3 separate regions of the Mus musculus genome follow, and all the other regions are linked to region 1. The links are chromatin contacts, called in public HiChIP or PLAC-seq maps. All regions are on one chromosome and are shown on one strand. The core of a region is the stretch at or near the end of the contact, and the rest is flanking DNA. Distances in the headings are between cores, read along the strand shown.

What was found. HiChIP or PLAC-seq counts read pairs in DNA pulled down with a chosen protein or histone mark.
Region 2: an HNF4G HiChIP or PLAC-seq map of pancreatic cancer cells shows a contact between it and region 1. The contact joins two enhancer-like sites. A contact is called at or near these places in 1 of 15 datasets of contacts at CTCF or cohesin (the NIH/3T3 cell line), 9 of 484 Hi-C or Micro-C datasets (CD4 T cells, CD8 T cells, the G1E-ER4 cell line and 5 more), 4 of 115 datasets of contacts at active chromatin or transcription factors (the HPC-7 cell line, bone marrow-derived macrophages, large pre-B cells and 1 more) and 4 of 9 other capture datasets (adipose tissue, bone marrow-derived macrophages, liver and 1 more).
Region 3: an HNF4G HiChIP or PLAC-seq map of pancreatic cancer cells shows a contact between it and region 1. The contact joins two enhancer-like sites. A contact is called at or near these places in 2 of 15 datasets of contacts at CTCF or cohesin (the NIH/3T3 cell line and large pre-B cells), 9 of 484 Hi-C or Micro-C datasets (Th1 cells, adipose-derived mesenchymal stem cells, bone marrow-derived macrophages and 5 more), 7 of 115 datasets of contacts at active chromatin or transcription factors (CD8 T cells, the HPC-7 cell line, T-cell acute lymphoblastic leukemia and 4 more) and 3 of 9 other capture datasets (adipose tissue, liver and pancreatic islet).

Annotation. Positions count from the first base shown.
Region 1 is chr1:53,719,616-53,723,963 of GRCm38.p6, reverse strand. The region is part of intron 4 of Gm32311 (a long non-coding RNA gene); the gene reads right to left. Among named protein-coding and RNA genes, the nearest start is that of Dnah7a, 15 kb to the right of the region's middle. Within about 2 kb of position 2,818, at least 45 of the 459 cell types and tissues checked have an H3K27ac peak or open chromatin away from gene starts, as enhancers often do. A contact at or near this core is called in the NIH/3T3 cell line, adipose-derived mesenchymal stem cells and pancreatic cancer cells, where this site is marked.
Region 2 is chr1:53,821,762-53,825,878 of GRCm38.p6, reverse strand. All of the region lies in intron 28 of Hecw2 (HECT, C2 and WW domain containing E3 ubiquitin protein ligase 2), which reads left to right. Among named protein-coding and RNA genes, the nearest start is that of Mir7681, 26 kb to the left of the region's middle. Within about 2 kb of position 1,893, at least 275 of the 459 cell types and tissues checked have an H3K27ac peak or open chromatin away from gene starts, as enhancers often do. A contact at or near this core is called in adipose-derived mesenchymal stem cells and pancreatic cancer cells, where this site is marked.
Region 3 is chr1:53,842,929-53,847,360 of GRCm38.p6, reverse strand. All of the region lies in intron 21 of Hecw2 (HECT, C2 and WW domain containing E3 ubiquitin protein ligase 2), which reads left to right. Among named protein-coding and RNA genes, the nearest start is that of Mir7681, 4.3 kb to the left of the region's middle. Within about 2 kb of position 1,845, at least 102 of the 459 cell types and tissues checked have an H3K27ac peak or open chromatin away from gene starts, as enhancers often do. A contact at or near this core is called in the NIH/3T3 cell line and pancreatic cancer cells, where this site is marked.

The sequences.
Region 1 (4,348 bases), core at 1,569-4,068:
CATAAATGAACCCACACACCTATGGTCACTTGATCTTTAACAAGGAGTTAAAACCATCCAGTGGAAAAAAGACAGCATTTTCAACAAATGGTGGTGACATAACTGGAGGTTATCTTGTAGAAGAATGTGAATTGATCCATTCTTATCTCCTTGTACAAAGCTCAAGTCTAAGTGGATCAAGGGACCCCACATAAAACCAGATACACTGAAACTTATAGAGGAGAAAGTGGGGAAAAGCTTTGAAGATATGGGCACAGGGGGAAAAATTCCTTAACAGAACAGCAATGGCTAGTGCTGTAAGATTGAGAACTTACAAATGGGACCTCATAAAATCGCAAAGCTTCTATAAGGCAAAGGACACTGTCAATAAGACAAAATGGCAACCAACAGATTGGGAAAAGATCTTTACCCATCCTAAATCCAATAGGGGGCTAATATCCAATATATATAAAGAACTCAAGAAGGTGGACTCCAGAAAACCAAATAACCATACTAAAAAATGGGGTACAGAGCTAAACAAAGAATTCTCAACTAAGGAACATTGAATGGCTGAGAAGCACCTAAAAATGTTCAACATCCTTAATCATCAGGGAAATGCAAGTCAAAACAGCCCTGAGATTCCACCTCACAGTAGTCAGAATGGCTAAGATCAAAAACTCAGGTGACAGCAGATGCTGGCAAGGATGTGGAGAAAAAGGAACAGTCCTCCATTGCTGGTGGGACAGCAAGCTGGTACAATCAGTCTGGAAATTAGTTTGATGGTTCCTCAGAAAATTGGACATAGTTTTACCAGAATATCCAGTAATACCACTCCTGGGCATATATCCAGAAGATGTTCCAACTAGTAATAAGGACACATGCTCCACTATGTTCATATCAGCCTTATTTATAATAGTCAGAAGCTGGAAAGAACCCATATGTTCCTCAACAGAGGAATGGATGCAGAAAATGTGGTACATTTACACAGTGGGGTATTACTCAGCTATTAAAACAACGAATTTATGAAATTTTTAGACAAATGGATGGATCTGGAGGATATCATCCTAAATGAGGTAATTCAATTTCAAAATAATACACATGATATGCACTCACTGATAAGTGGATTTTAGCCCAGGAATATAGAATATCCAAGATACAATTTGCAAAACACATGAAACTCAAGAAGAAGAAAGACCAAAGTGTGGACACTTTGATCCTTTTTAGAATGGGGGAAAAATACCCATAGAAGGAGTTACCAGAGACAAAGTTTGGAGTAGAGACTGAAGGCATGACCATCCAGAAACTGCCCATCTGGGGGATCCATCCCATAAACAACCACCAAAACCAGACACTATTGCAGATGCCAGCAAGAGCTTGCTGACAGGAGACTAATATAGCTGTCTCCTGAGAGGCTCTGCCATTGCCTGACTAATACAGAAGTGGATGCTCATAGTCATCTATTAGATGGAGCACAGGGTCCCCAATGAAGAAGCTAGTGAAAGTACCCAAGGAGCTGAAGGGGTTTGCAGACCCATAGGAGGAGGAACAATATGAACTAACCAGTAACCCTAGAGCTCCCTGGGACTAAACCACCAAGCAAAGAAAACACACGGAGAGACTCATGGCTCTAGTTGCATATGCAGCTGAGAATGGCCTAGTTGGTCATCAATAGGAGAAGAGGCCCTTGGTCCTGTGAAGGTTCTATGCCCCATATAGGATAATTCCTGGACCAGGAAGCGGGAATGGGTAGGTTGGGGAGCAGGGGGAGGGGGAAGAGGATAGGAGATTTTCGGAGGGGAAACTAGGAAAGGGGATAACATTTGAAATGTAAATAAAGAAAATATGTAATTTAAAAAAAGAAGAGTTGCCTTGGTCATGGTGTCTGTTCATAGCAGTAAAACCCTTATCTAAGACAGACATACATTTTTTAAATATATAGGATCTCCTTAATGAAGACTATAAGTGAAGATGACATAGTACTTTGAGTAAAGCTTATCTCAACAAAAATCACCCAACATTTTAATGGTCTATATGACATACAATATGAAAAATGGATGTCTTCCTAACGTTAGAGAAACAGCTTAGCCTGGGGCTCCTGGTTTTCACGAGACCTACTGAGTCTTAGTTCACCTGTTACCCATACCATGTGCACTTACACAGTGTTTGGGCAAGCTGTCAGCCAGCTCTACCCTAAAACATCTGCCACCAATGTGAACTTTTGAGACAACTATAAATGTTTCCCTGTTAATATGTTAATTTATGTTTTTTTTTTCCAACAACCCTGACACTAAGGATGCATAGCAAAGAGTTTGTAAACTGATCAGTCTCACAAAATTATCCTCACTTCAGACACTGGTTGTAAGGTCTGACAGTCATGTGTGTTCTGACTAACTGCCTATAAATCTGGGGACTCCCATGGTCTCCCTGCAACTGTAAAACAATGATTTGCAAAGATGACTCAACCTCTGGGAAGGCTGTAGAGTTATAATCATAGTTTTATTATAAAGATTGCAACAAGGGTCATCCTAGTGAAAGAAATGTGTAACAGAGAAATGGATTGTTTTGGGAAGAATAAAATAGTTTTTTAACTGGAAAATATAACCCAGAAAATGAAACTTACAAGGTAAGCTTAAAGTTAAAGAAGAGAAATCTTAAAGATGGGTCACAGAAACTAATAAAACTTGAGCACAAAAATAAAACAACAACAAAAACTAGAAAGCACCCCTCCTCCAACACACACAAGAAAGTGGCAGCCAGGCACGGTGATACACACTTGAACTGCCAGCAGTGTAAGAGCTTGAGGTGGGAGGGTTGCAATTTTAAGCCAGTGAGACCATGACTCACAAGAAAAAGAAAAGCAAATAGAATCTTGGTGACCTGTGAGACACAAGCAGTCAAACTACCGTAAATAGTAGGAACACGTTGGATCAGATAAAGATTCAAGGAAATACCGGTCAAAGGCTTTCAAAGATCATGTGACAATCTTAATAGATGAAGAAAAAAACAAAAACCCTTTGGCAAATTCCAATCTACCTTCATGATAAAAGTCCTACAGAATGTAGGGCTAAAGAGAACATACCGCAACCTAATAAAATCTCTATATAAGAAATCCACAGCCAACAACATCCCAAATTGGGAATAAAAATCTTGGAGCAATCTCACTGAAGCCAGGAATGAGTCAGGACTGTCTGCTATCCCCACTCCTTCTCAACATTGTGCTGGAAGCACAAGCTGGCATAGTAAGACAAGAGAAGGAAATTTAAAGGGATACAGATAAGAAAATAAGTTTAAAAAAATCCTTATTGGTGGATGACATGATATTGCTCATTAAGGATCCCCCAAATTTGTCAGAATTCTAGAAACAATAAATTCAGTAATATGGCAGGATGCAGAATCAATGTCCACTAATCGATAGATTTCTATACACCACCAACAAAGATACAGAGAAAGAGATTTTAGATGCAATCCCATTCCCAATAGCTTTCAGATTGGAGGATGTATATCACCCAAGAAGAAATGATCACTATAAAGTCAGATGATATTACACAAACTCATATCAGACCCTGACATAATAAAATTAGTACAAATCAACCAAAAGGAGAAAACCAAAAAGAATTCGTAGGAAAAGCACTGCACACATAGGTGAAAGGTGTTAAGAATGATGTAGGACTTCCAATAATAATGCAGGTCAGAATCACTGGATAGTTTGGCCCCTCACTTGACCTAATTTAATCCACAGGTACCAATTCTATGACAATGTACTTTTCAAGGTGTAACTTCTTTCTTCCTCCCCTTCTTTCTCCTCTTCACCTTCCTCATCTTTCTTCTTCTTTTTCTGGCAGTAAGGATTGAATCCAGGGGTTCTTATAAGCAATTCTCTACCAGTGATCTAATCCCAAGCAATTTTTAATTTTTTAATTTTGAGACAGTGTCTTACCAAGTTGCCCAGGCTGACTTTGAACTCATTCTGTGCCCAGGCAGGCCTTACACTTGCAATCCTCCTGGCTCAGCCTCACAAGTAGCTGGGATGAAATTCCTGAGACACTAGACCCAGCTTGCATGGTGTTAACTTCTAACCTGCCTTCATTACCAAACACTTGGGACAAGTGAACACAAGTAAGCCAAGAGATACCCATGCAGCATGGCAATGGTGCACCAGTGTGGGGAGCCGCCCTCACATTCGCCATTACAAGATGGCGCTGACATCCTGTGTTCTAAGTAGTAAACAAATAATCTGCGCATGTGCCAGGGTAGTTCTCCACTTCATGTGCTCTGCCTTCCCTGTGACGACAACTCGGCCGATGGGCTGCAGCCAATCAGGGAGCTACACGTCCTAGGCAGAGGATAATTCTCCTTAAAAGGGACGGGG
Region 2 (4,117 bases), core at 644-3,143, 100 kb before region 1:
CTTACAACCTATCACCCAAGGGAATCCAGGGCAGGAACTCAAGTCAGGAATCAATGTAGAGGCCATGGAAGGTGCTGCTTATTGGCTTACTCCCCATTGCTTGTTCAGCAACCAATCCAGGTGTGGTCCCAACTACAGTGATCTGGGCACTCCCATATCAAACATCAATCAAGAAAATGCACTATAGGCTTGCCCACAGGCAATGTGTTCAGGGCATTTTCTCAATTGACTTCTTAAAGGACTCTAGCTTGTATCGAGTTGACATACCTGAGCCAGCACAAAGCTCTGATGATAAATCACTGTTGAAAAGGAGTAGCATATGGTAGCTGTTGAATAGGATTCAGTCTTGTGGATGTGTTGCATACCTCTGAGGTGGCTAGTATCTGTTCTCATTCCATTTGAGTCCTCTCTGTACCAGACTCTCAACAATATCATACATTTTGTTGGGGTTGAAAACTATTGCTTTACTGTGGCTAACAATAAATACACAACGCTGGGAGGTAGGGCTTGTGAAGGTAGAAATCCTGGATTCCAGGTCCACTTTGTCACCATCAAACTTTGGGATCTCCAGGACCACTACTTGGTGAATTTCAGGGTTCAGTTGCCTCTTCTATAGACAGTTGGTGGGGTGGTATGTTAGCTTGGGTTGAGTGAGTGGTAACACCATAGAATTGCTGAAGAGTCTTGATGGTTGTCTATGCTGGCATCGCTACTTCCCCTGGTAGTTCCAGAAAGTTCTCAGGCTGACTCATTGTAGATGGAGCTGTTTGTCAGAATCATTGCAAACGCACAGTTGGGTAAGAGCTATTGTCATTCTTCCTCTCTTGCTGTATGGGCGCCTGTTCCTACCCTTATCATAATGCAGCACAAAGAAAGGTGTTATCCCTCTCCATAGAACAGAAGTAACAATGCCCGGGCTCAGAGAGTATTTCTAACACCTGAATGAGATAATGTATTAGAAAGTCTTTAGGGAGTGTATGCTTTCTTGTTTCCGTTTAAGCCTTTAATCTTTAACCTGTGTAGCTTCCGTACTACTCAGATGAATGCTTTCTGTCTCTCTCTCTCTCTCTCTCTCTCTCTCTCTCTCTCTCTCTCTCACATACCTCATTTAGACAAAAACATAAGAGAAATCACTTCAGGACATAGCAGTATAAGTTTTATCAGAAGCAACTTTTTCACTGATAACCTTTTATGAGATTTAAAGTATCACTTGAGTATAAAGAAATCGGTGACATTGCTTTATATTACTGAGTCTAATACTCCAAAGACCAAAACATACACACTAAAGCCATCCGCCCCCTTGCTGTTTCCTGGCTTCACAGAGCTAGGCGGCTGGTAGGCCTCAAGCCAGTCAGCTCCAGTATATTCTTTTCCCTCTTAGTGATTCTGTGTCTATCATTTAAGTTGTGATACTGTACAAATATACTAGATAGAACCAATGTCCTCCTTACTAAAAATAAATATACTTTTTTGAAACTTCCTTCTCACAAGTATATTATCATCTTCCCATGAGAAGCTCTAACCCGCAGAGTTGGAAGGGTGTGAAGGGTGACAGCTGTCACTGCAAGCCAGAGTGATGACAGAGAGGCTCTTGGACAGATAATTCAGTCTTTCAACCTTCCAAGCAAGCTAGTGTGACTTGTGCTCTTTGATTCCTTATGCTCATTCCGTGGTAGCCCTGGGTAGCTCTGATCAAATGTTCCTCAAGAAATGTGTTTATTAAAGTATATATGGTAGTCTCTGAAGCCGGAACAAGTTGTATCCACGACTTTCCCCCCTTCTTCTGTAGTAATAAAGTAACCAGTGATTTAGCTGATAGAGACTTGAGACTTACTCAATGGCGTTTCCATGGAGACTAGCAGCCTGAACGGATTACTGCACTTCCTCTGCTTGGTGGCTGCTGGTTTCGCTCTGCATTTGCATTTCTGTAGAAGACTTCCTACCCCCTGGAGCTCTGGGGGTTTTATGAGTAAAGAGTAAACTCACTTTATGGCATTTCCTCTTAAGCAGTCAGTTCACATGCCAGTCTGCAAAGTGCAGAGCAGTGCTCTCTCCTGAGTTCATCTGAGGTTTCTGCCGGCTGATTGAAAATGGAGGGAGAGAGAGAGTTAGAGAGCAGCAGGGACTGCAGCCGCTTGGGGAAGGCTTGGGGAAGCCGCTTCTCTTTGACCAAAGAGAAGATGTTCATATAGGAAGTTAGTTGTGTCATGAATTTGAGAAGACTGAAATGTCAACCCAGAAGTTAGGAGAGTAAAGTAAAGTTAGGGGAGTAAACTCACTCTGGAACAGAAGTCTCCAGGAAAGGATTTTATACAACAGAACGGCACTGCTGGTTTGTGATTTTTGGAGCCCAGGTTGACCTAGAATTTGTAATTCCCTGGCTTAGCCTTACTCTCAAGGGTGCTGGTGTCTGAGGCGCACACACTGCCACACCCAATGGAATAGACCTAGAAACATATAGTAGGTTTGGTTTTGTTTTTTTTTTCTCTCTCTCTCTTTAATGAGAATCTTTTTCTCACTGGAAAATTATACTTTTTATTTGTGGTATAAAAGGAAAACTTTTTGCAAACATGCCAAGGAAAATATTTAAAATGTAAATACATTAAATGTGTATAAAGTATATATATATATCTCCAGTCAAATGTCCAACAGTCTGGAGTGTCTGCTTCTACTCGTCCTTAAGTTGCTCGCATGTGGACACACACGTGTACAGATTTGAAAACAAAAACTGTGCTGCATAACCTGTCTGCAAGCTGATTTTTGTGTGTGTGTGTTTCACACCATTAATTATGAACCTCTTTCCATGTCTTTTATTGCTCTGCAGTATCATCAATAATGCAGTTTTTTCCTCCTCCAATAAAAGAGCGTTTACCATCCAGGCCCTCTTTCAGCTAGTCAATAGAAAAGCACAGAGGAGTCCTGAAATAAAATGGCTCTTTGCACAATTTAAGAAAAAAAAAAAAAAAGGATAAGGATGAGTTCTGGACACCCATTGGTGTCCCTTTTGTGGATCTGTCCTGCTGCTGGTGTCCAGTGAGGCTGTTAATGTGAGAGGGCTTCTGATAGGTTCTCATAGTTTAACCTCTAAAACAATCTCTCTCTTCAACACCCCCTGCCCACCCACTCAGTTCCCTATAACCGAAATACTTAAAGATTTTTACCTTATTCTTCCATTGAATCAATTTATGAGCTTATTAGCATATGTAAACGTGATAGCACTTTTGGGTTGGTCTTTGCTTTGTAGGTAGGTAATTTATTATAAAAGTAGATTGTGAATCCAGGCCAGGTGGTGCCTATCCTACCTGTAATTCCAGAAAGCAGAGACAAAGAGGTTGAATGTTCAAGACCAGCTTCAAAGTTCCCTATCTTTAAATTGGGGGGGAGGGGTGGAGGGGGCTCTAAAAATAGACTCTGGTAAAAAGAAAACATTGAAAGAATTTGCAAAATTTTAATGAAGAGATTATCTTGCTACCTGCAGTAGGAGATGACATAATCCAAGTCAAATTTACTAACAGACCTTGAAAGCTGTTTCATAAATCAATCTGTAAGTTTATTATTGGTGGGCAACAAGCAACACAATTGCTAAAGATTAAGCTGTTCCTTTCCTTTGGCTTCAAGAGCACAAACTAGGTTCATCTCTTATCACCAGCCTACTCCATGACACACTCACCTCTCACCTGGATCACTGCAGCAGGCAGCCAGCCAGACTCCTCCTACTCTGCTTCATCCACCCTCATATTATTCATCCCACTTGTTAAGATCATCTCTCTCCCCTACTTGCAGCCTTCAGTTGCTGAAATAAAATTCAGGCTCCTTCTGAAGCACTGGAAGGTGGGAGACCTGGTCAGGACCCTAACTCAGACCTCTCAGCCCACACCTGCCTTAGCCACTACCTCTTGGCTGTTCTTCAAACATAAAGATCCAGTTCTAGTTGAAGACTGTGGGACCTGCTGCCCAAGTCTACTTTCTGCTGGTCCACATCCCTGAGAATTCAGCTGAGATGTAACCCCCTCAGAAGAGTCCACCCGACTTCATCACTCAGGATTTCTGTTCATCGTTCTGGATGCCTTATTTCTGTTAGAGGACTTACCTAATTCACCCATGAAGTTTAGTTCGC
Region 3 (4,432 bases), core at 596-3,095, 120 kb before region 1:
TAGTAGTTGAGTTGGGCTAGAGCTGGGAGTTGTATTCTAGGCACTAGAATTTCCACCAAGCTTACCATGGTTATCTTGCCCTAGAAAGTTAGGGTAGGGGAGTATAGCAGTGGTAACATCACCAAAAAAGTAACCTTGCTCAAAGGTGAGGAGAAATGGTTTGTTGCCTATTTCTGATGACCCTCAGTCTGCCTAGGAGTTGCTTCTATATGGTTAATAGTATACAGTGACTGAAATGCTATATATGAGTCTTCAGTGTATCCTTTCTGTTAATTAATAATCCTAGCAACCAAAGTTCACATGGTACTAGAACTCAGGTTTTGATAAGGTATCCAGGCCTAATAGTGAAGAAATAATGTCGTAGACAAAGAGAGGATGTTTGCTCAGTGATTAGTCCACGTCTTTTTGTTTTCATGGCACTTCTGTGAAGGGCACCTTTATTTAAGAAAGAATGAATTCATTATGTGCAAAGAGCTGTCAAGATGACATCAGTCATCAGTCTTGCAAGCCACACTTAGACTAGGGAGGAGCATATGCAAATAGTTTTAGTTTGTAGCATCTTTCTTTTGAGCTCTTTCTGTATTCCCCCAGGATAGGGAGATAAAAATAGCTAGGAAAGAAAATGATCTAAGATAGTTTACTTTTCCACAGCTAATCAATTACCCAGCATGGCTCACACATAACCAGATTGGGGAGTGAGCTGGAAAGCTGTGGAACTTCAGTTGAACTTGGGCTGCTGCTTGCCCTCTTCAAGGAAGCAGCTGCATCATCTGAATCATCTTTACCTGTCAAAGAAAGATGCGCTGTAGCCAGGCTTTAGCTTGGTACCACCAAGAGCAACTTTGTCTGGTCCTATTTCCACACTTAACTCCCAGGCCTCAGAAGCTTAGCCTCACTGCTCTGATTCAAATTCAACTGTGGTTGAATCAGAAGGTGCCTAGGCCTCGTGTGCCTGGACAAGCCTGGGGTAAGAGGTAGTGTGACTTCCTGAGGCCATTGTCTGCTCTCATTTTACAGACTGCTCCTATTGGAGTATTTTGTTTTCAGTTAATTTTTGTTATACTAAGAATGGAAGAATAAAGTTAACTATTTTAACCCATGTCAGGTGCTGCTAACTCGTGATGTGCCAGGCCAGCAGCACCATGGTGGGTACAATGCTTTGTCAGCGGGTAGGGCTTGAGACACTATGGCCACTCTACTGACATCTGTGCTTACTCAGAAATGCCCTCAAATGCAGCTGCTTTGTGGCTACACACCCGTTGTCCAGAGTTTCTGTGTTTCCTTGCCAAGTCTTTAACCATGTAACCAACCTAACCGGCAAAACAGGAATGTAACAAACGATCTCTGTGATATGAGTCACATTAACTATTTATATGGACGAGGTTGCTAAGGCGTTATAGGAGCTTCGTGACTGCAGGCCCTGCTGGAACATGTTCACTGAATTTCTAAACATAGATAGAAATTGCATCCCACAACATACCCCTAAATATGCAGTTCTACATTTGGAGTTACAAACAAAGTAAAGTAGAAAGACTATCTTAGCTTTGGAGTGATTCTATCCATGCATCAAGAGTTGAAAAAGAAGGAGGAGGAGGAGGAGGAGGAGGAGGGAGGGAGGGGGAGGAGGGGTTGGGGAGGCAGGGGTGGGGAGGAGAGAAAGATTAAAAAGTTTAATAGTTCAACGTTCAACGTACTTTTGTTTCTAAAAGAGCTATTTGTTTTCTTTTCTCCTGAGGTGAGTTTTGCTTTTCAGCTCAACTCCTCAGAGAATATACTCTTGTCTTTAACCACAAGAGGAACTAGTCAGAAAGGTCATTGTTGTCTTAACAAACTTCACCATGTTAGAAGATATTACATAGTGAACTTTCTAAGCCAACTCACTTGTTTGACAGTGGTTTCAGATTGAGTCATATCTTAGGGATTGGCACCTTTTGCTCGTGGCACTGCATTAATGTACCACCATCTCAGGGTAAACTGGCTTACATTTGTTCACACTGCCAGATGCCAAATAACAATGTAAGTTATGCTGATTTTCTTCAAGTGAGCATCAGGGAGCTCTAGTCACAACTCAGCAATGTTTATAGAGCCTCTACTGAGTATCATTCTGGGAACTTATAATGCAAAAAGAAGTGTCTTAATTAGGTTTCTATTGTGGTGATGAAACACCACGATCAAAAAGCAAGTTGAGGAGGAAAAGGTTTATTTTTGCTTACACTTCCACATCACAGTTCATCATCACCACAGGAAGTCAGAATAAGAACTCAAGTAGGGCCGAATTCTGGAGGCAGGGGTTGATGCAGAGGCCCTGGAGGGTGCTGCTTACTGCCTTGCTCTCCAAGGCTTGCTCTGCCTGCTTTCTTATAGAACCCGGGATCACCAGCCCAGGGATGGCCCCACCTACAATGGGCTAGGCCCTCCCCCATCAATCGCTAATTAAGAAAATGCCTTACAGGCCCGCCTGTAGCCTAATCTTCTGGAGTTCTTTTCTTAATTGAGGTTCCTCCTCTCACATAACTTTAGCTTGCATCAAGTTGACATAAAACTGTCCAGCACAAGGGTCACTAATTTTCAGTGAGGGCAAAGTCTAAATTTATGTATAAGGAGGCCGACACACACAAGTCATCAGAATGTACTCTGATAAGTGCAGTATTATTGAAATACTTAGAGTTAAATCTTAGGGACCACTGTCTAATTTTTAATGGAAAATCCACAGTAGAGCCAACTTTGCTTATACCAGTCATCTCAAAGAAAACAGGATCATTCTATCTTTTTCCTGATGTTTCAGCTCTCTGTGATCCTGATATACTCAGGATATCTGCAATGTGGAGAGCCCAGCAGAGGGGCAATCATATTAAGTCAGAGAGTGTTTATGTCTCCCTGGAGGAATCTCACTAAAGATTTATAGTAAGCTAGATATTTTAATAATCTGTTTCCCTCCTCCTTGTTTCTGTAGCAGCAGCCGTTGGCAACACATTGCTATAAAGAGACAGATAGTAAACAATTTTAGACTTTGCCCATCGTACGTTCTCTATGGCACGTACGCACCTCAGCATTTTATCAGCTATTAGCAACAGGCTATACACAAGCCAGAACAGTGCATTTCAGTATAGTCTTACTTACAAAACCAGGGCTTTGGCAGATTTGCCCTACTGATGTAGTTTACCAAGCCCCATTCTATAAGCAATATCGTTTTAATCTTGATAAACAGCTAGCATTTACTAAAGGGTATGGCTCATGAAATAACCTTAAACTTGAAATTAGGATACCTGATTAGGGTCTGAGACCTGGTACCACATCACAACACTCCCCTGATTCAGCTCACTACTTTGCCTCAGTCTTTGCTGTAAAAAGTGAGGAAATTTGACAAAATGACTTCCGTGACGTCTTTGACAATTGGTGTTCTAGCTTCATTTCTGTTGTCATGATAAATGTCACGATCAAAAGTACTTTTGGAAGGAAATGGTTTATTTTATCCTACAAATTCTAGCCCCTCATCACAGGAATCCAGGGCAGGAGCTCGCTCAAGGCAGGAGTTGGAGGCAGGAATCACAGAGGAATGCTGCTTACTGGCTTGCTTTCAGAGTTATAGTCATCTATCTTACACTACTTGGACCACCTACTCAAAAGTGGCATTGTCTAGAGGGGCTTGGCCTTCCCACATCAATCAACAGTCAAGAAAATACCACAGAGACATGCCTGTAGGCCAATTTGGTGGAGACTGGTTTCTCACTTGAGGTTCTTTCTTCCCATGTGTGTCAAGTTGACAACCACAATTAGCCATTACAGTTGATGTCACGTCCCCCCTCCCCCCGCTCCCCCCCCCCACTATGGAAAAACATAGGAACTAGATCTTACAAAAATGGAATCCTGGAGAGAAATGTCTAAAGCCTGCATCCTGTTCTGAAGCTGTATCTGACAAGATGCTTCTGTATGACATAGAGAGAATGGGGAGACTAGGAGTCAAACATTATGGATGTGAGCCTCGGGGATTTAGCAGACTAGCTCTTTAAGAGTAAACAAAAAGAAGTGGCTTCCTCAAGAGGTGGGATGACTTCACCCTGGTTTAGTGAAGGAAATCGTCCAGACTTAGCTCCTTCACCACATCTCAGGGTTGCGGTCAGTTCCAGGAGAGCAGGGAACCCCCACCTGTGCATAGAGAGGTGAAAGGAGGTGATCTGCTCAGGAGTAGAGACCAGGTAAAGGCACAGAAACAAGAGAGACTGTGGTGGCCAAATATAGAGTCCTAACAGGAGTAGATTGTTGAAAACTGTTCTGTGTTGAAGACCTACATTAATTCTTAGACTGCAACTGGGATTTCAATGTTTGTTGGAGGATTGTGTGCAAAAGACATCCAAGTAGAAGAAGGTGTCTGCTGCTGTTGGCCTCGCCTCAGAATCTAGAACTAGGAGAGTAGAAAGAAGCCACAAAAAGG